Regions from separate parts of the Gossypium hirsutum genome. Here region 1 is linked to region 2. Evidence: chromatin contacts called from public Hi-C data. All regions are on one chromosome and are shown on one strand. Each heading gives the region's core, a stretch centred on a gene start, on an enhancer-like site or on the middle of the called end of the contact. The rest is flanking DNA. Distances are from core to core; before and after follow the strand shown. Region 1 holds the start of LOC107911571 (serine/threonine-protein kinase BLUS1). Region 2 holds the start of LOC107911642 (transcription factor MYC2).

Region 1 (2,700 bases), core at 156-2,655, 420 kb before region 2:
AGTAGGAATACAGACCTAAACTGTATCTCTCATGATAAATAAAATTCAAATAGCCAAAGTAAATTGTGGCATGCAGACATATTGAGTGATTATATTATTATCAAATTTATAACCTTTTCAGTAGAGTGATTGATGACCTATATACAAAACAACAAACATTCCAGAAGTTGAATATGCATGAATCAGAACTAAGGCTTTGTTTGGATTAAGAGGAAACTAAGGAAAGGAGAAGAAACGTAAAGAGAGTAGAACTGTCTCCTTTGTTTAGAAAACAGTTTAGCAGAACAGGATTTTAATCCCACCACAAACAAGTGACAAATTTAAACTCTAATCTCTCAGTTTTTTCTCAAATTGTGTAGCAAAAATTCTGTGAGAACATAATCATCGCCTTGACATATCAACTCCACAATAATTCAATTCCTCTATGTGCATATTACAAACTCACAGAAACTTTCATAAAAAAACGAAAAAGAAAAATCCCAAATATTCAGTGGTGGCAGCGTTGTGAAGTGTTCCCCGATGGAAGATACCTAGATTTAAGTGATGATGGAATGTGGACACACTATTACGCGCAGTAGCAAATGTCAATTCAGCATTGAAATGCCTCAGCTAAATAAATAGAACGGATGCTACAAAAGGAAGGTCATATTTAAATTGTATGATTCGAATAACAAATTAAGTTGGTTTTTCTAGCTTCCTCATAAGCAATGGAAGGAACAACTTTCAATTTAGAAATTTTCGAAAAGGAACAAATAGCAAGAGAAAGAACTTCAATTTAATCATAATTCAAGACCTAATATACTCCGAATTCAAAGAAACGAAATTCAATCAGAGAAACCGACAATCATTTCCAATTTTAGTAAGACAACATCTATAATCATAACTAACTAAAATCAAATTAAGTTACAGTCATTTATTTGACTAGAAACAGTAAAAGATAAAGAAAAAAAAATCGAAAACTGAAAATCAATTAAGGAGGAAAAAGCCGAACCAGATTACTGTTGCAACGATCGAGATCCAAACACTTGATAGCTACAACGTCGTTAAAAGGAAGATAGATCGCTCTATAAACAGTAGCACTGGCGCCATAACCAATCTCTTCTAGAAGCTTGTAGTCGCTAGGATTCGCCGAAAGACCTCGACTCCCTCCCATTCTCCGCATGCACTGAAGCCTTAAACCGCACTTGGAAGATAAAACCAATAGCCGCCTAGAAATCGTCACTCAAAGTCGCCGGCAGAAGAATTGAAGTAAAACGGCCGCTCTTGTCTTTTCTTCTCTAATTATTGATTGATTGTTTGGTCAAGTGTTTATTTGATCCGTTGACGCCATTAGCTGCGATATAGAGAGAAGGCGTCTGGTGTGAAGGAAAGAGAGGAAATCCGGTGGATGCTGACGTCGCTGTTTGATGCTTAGATGAATGAGTTTTTGACACGTGGATTAGATGGTTACTCCAATTAGCGATACAGTGGGGTTTACTAGCATCAGATTGGATTAATTGTTTGTATTCTTAAATAAAACTAGTTTTTATTCTATTAAATATAATAATATTATAAAATAATATTTTCTAAAAATATTATAAAATACTTTATATATATGTTATTTAAATATTATATTTTAATACCATAAAAATATTATATATCATATAGTATTAATTTTTATCATTGGATAAATATTTAAAATTTTAAAAATTATAAAAATAATGTTATGTATAAAATCTTTTAAAAAATTCTAGCTAATATGTTACCAATTATTATTACTTATTTTAAAAATTAGAATAAGTAATTTTTTTATAAAATTGCATTATAATTATTTAATTAAAATTGTTTTATTATAAGAAAAGCTCGCTCCAGTTATTTAGCGGTAAAATTTAGGCTCAAATTTACTAAGTATTATAACATGATTTTTTTAATAAACTCATAAAACTATATTAAGTTATCAGAAAATTTGGGATATAAAAAAAATTAAATTTATAAGATTAAAATCATAATAAACAATGATGTTGATATTGTCGACGACATGCTTAATTAAGTTCAACTTTGTTAATAAATCAAAAGCATCCCAACATTGTTTATCAAAACTCTCAAATGCATCACATTTAGTCTCAACCGTCATTACCCGAGAACCTTGACATCAATGAGAGTCTATTAATGCATAAATACATACATGCCACCCCACATGTTGTGTCATTTTTCATTTTATCTCTATGTTACTGTCACTTTAAACTTCAGTATAACAAACAATTTTAAACAATATCACCTTATGATTAATTAAACAAAAAATTAGATAGAATTTTAAAAAATAAGAAATGATTAGAAGAATGAAAAAAAATATAAAATTACTATTTGCTCTAGACATACTTAAAATGGCAAGAACTCTAGAGCCGTCCCACTAAATTATTCTACCACTAGCTTTTTAGATTCGGATTAGTTCATTGGGTCAATTCGGCTGCAATTAAATAATATAAAGTAATTTTATTTTAATTTTTATAATAATGTATAAAAATTTAAGTACCAAATTTAATATTAAAGCTAAATTTATGTATCAAATAGTATGTATTAATTTTATTAAAAATATATTTAAATTAATGATATTCAATAATGAATAAATTACATCGTAGTGGATGTTGTTATTGTCTTAAATACAGTACTTAAACTTAATGAATGATTCACTCATCATACTATTATTTAAATTTTTAATTA
Region 2 (2,700 bases), core at 28-2,527:
CAAAGTTAGAAAACCATTGCTTTCAATTTCTTTTAATTTTATAAATAATTTTTAATGAAAACAATTAAAATTTTATTTTTTTTAATTTCCATATTTTTTTAATTTTCTAAAAATATTTTTAAAACTTTCAACTAAACACGTTTTATTCATATTTTCTTTTTCATTAAAAACAAAAAGGAAAACGAAAATCGTAAAACTAATGACTCTAAACATTTACACCTTGATACTGATTTTGAACTTTCTTATTGCCAAATTGACATTTCTTTATAAAGGCCAGATAGTCAGTTAGTAGTTAAGATTTAGGGTCAAATAATTAAAAAATGAGTGGATAATATAAGTTAAAAGCCTGTGATTTTCAGATTGTTTTCTTGGCCACATAACTCTTATAAAAGTTGGGACATTGAGTTGTTAAATCACTTATTTACATATATAATTAAAAATATAATTTTAACTTAAAAATATAATAAAACATATTATGAAATTTTTGTGTTAAAAATTAAATTCCATTATGCTTCTTTATTAAAAAATGAGTAAAATTAATTCTTTTGTATTAAATCTATTAAAAATTTTATTTATTTGATGCGTACTTCATGTTAACGTCTAATGACCAGTTTTTAATAGTAGAATAAAAAGATTAGTTTGCTCTTTCATTTACTGTAAAGAAACTAATATCTCCATTTTTTCTATATAGATGGTAAAATACAATTTGACTCCTACTATAGGGAGCTCCTTTATACTTTTATCCAAAATATGCTATAAGTTCTTACGCTTTTCACAAATTTTGAATTTAATCTCCGTATTTTTATTTTTAAAATTTAGTCTCTCTACTTTTTAACTTTTAAAAGTTAAGTCTACTTTGTTAATACTATTAATTTTTTTTAATTGATGTGATATTTTGAAATAAAATATACTTACTTGATAGTACTGCAATTAAAATATATATTATAATAAACTTAAATTTAATAAAATTAATTTAATTATATTAGTTTTAAAATTTGAAAAGTCTTAAAAATAAAAAGTGATTATAACACAAGTACTAGAAGACGAGTTGAAGATTGAAATGTCCAGAAGTAGTGAATCGAATTTGGAAATGACTAGCGAAAGGTGCGACCCCAGAGGAAGCCTGAACCTCGCAACGAATAGAGACGATGCGCATCAATATCACATCACATCTTCAACTTTGGAGCTCAGCCTATAGTAGGATTTTTCACGTGATAAAGGTGCTAAGCATGCCCAAAAAACAGTTCCCACACGGATGGCCTTTTAATGCCCAGGAAATTCTTGTTTTCCCCGAACGCCCCTACAACATTGCCCTTTTGTCTTTGCTGCTGATCCCTTTAATTTCTCCTCGTATATTTTAGCTTGCTGCCGCCGAATCCCTCTTTGGGTTACTTAGCTCTTAGTAGTTTGGAAAACCTTATCAGAAAGAAATTGGGTTGGATCAGGGAGCAGCAGTATTATGTCATCATCTTCTTCATCTTCGATGATTAGCTTCGGCCTAGACGCCCCTCCGCCGACGCTGCAACAGCGCCTCCAGTTCATCGTCCAAAGCAGGCCTGAATGGTGGGTATACTCCATCTTCTGGCAAGCTTCCAGGGATGCTCATGGCCGCCTCGTGTTTTCTTGGGGTGATGGATATTTCCAAGGGACCAAGGGTTTTGCAGGCAAATCCGGAAATAAGCTAAGCCAACCCAGATTTGGGAGAAGAAGATCGGGGGAAGAGATTCAATCCGTTTTCTGTGAAGAGATAGACATTGAGAGGATGGTGGATGGCGATGTCACTGACTACGAGTGGTATTACACCGTATCAGTAAACCGATCTTTTGCTATAGGAGATGACATTCTTGGGAAGGCTTTCGGCTCAGGCTCCTATATTTGGTTGTGTGGAGATCAGGAGCTCCAACTGTATGAATGCGAGCGAGTCACAGAAGCTCGAATGCGAGGAATCCAGACCTTAGTCTTCCTTTCGACTTCCTTCGGGGTAGTTGAATTGGGATCTTCAGAAATGATCCAAGAGAATTGGAGCTTAGTGCAACTTGCAAAATCAATCTTCGGTTCTGAGATTAACTGTCTTGGTTCCAAGCATCCTGGCCTTGAATCTCAGCTCCAAATGTCAACCCAAACTGTCCCTTTTCTTGATTTCGGCAAGGTTGCAAGTGATCAAAAGGAGTGGATTCTTGATGACCGAAAGCAACAAATTGAGGCCAAGAAGGACAATTGCGTTTTATTACGCCCCTTGTCATCGGACTCCGGTGCTGATTCTGAGATGGAGTTCAGCGTTGGGTCGAAGAAGAGAGGAAGAAAGTCGGGGACTGGAAAAACAACCCCTTCAAACCACGTGGAAGCAGAGAGGCTACGGCGTGAGAAACTTAATCATCGATTCTATGCACTTCGATCTGTGGTTCCTACCGTGTCCAAGATGGACAAAGCATCTTTGCTTTCAGATGCGGTAGCCTACATCAAGGAGCTCAGATCTCAGATTGATAAACTGGATGTTAAACTCAAAGTTCAATCCCAAAAAGCCAAGTTGAATGCCATCAATGTTTCGAATAACCAAAGAAATGCATCCACATTTGACAGTACAAGGCCGACCTATGATTATGGACCAAATACAATGGAAGTTGATGTCAAGATTATAGGGTCAGAAGCCATGATCCGAGTTCAGTGTCCAGATGTCAATTACCCAGCTGCGAGACTGAT

Evidence for each region. A called contact is a pair of places that touch in the nucleus more often than the background predicts.
Region 1: a Hi-C map of leaf shows a contact between it and region 2, with 2.3 times the contacts expected there. The contact joins the promoter of LOC107911571 here to the promoter of LOC107911642 in region 2. A contact is called at or near these places in 5 of 34 Hi-C or Micro-C datasets (leaf and petal).

What each region holds. Positions count from the first base shown.
Region 1 is chrD08:40,958,342-40,961,041 of Gossypium_hirsutum_v2.1, reverse strand. It overlaps LOC107911571 (serine/threonine-protein kinase BLUS1), which reads right to left and starts at 1,405. Exons shown (of 21, transcript XM_016839420.2): 1 at 992-1,405. The coding sequence starts at 1,162.
Region 2 is chrD08:40,540,721-40,543,420 of Gossypium_hirsutum_v2.1, reverse strand. It overlaps LOC107911642 (transcription factor MYC2), which reads left to right and starts at 1,277. Exons shown (of 1, transcript XM_016839512.2): 1 at 1,277-2,700. The coding sequence starts at 1,460.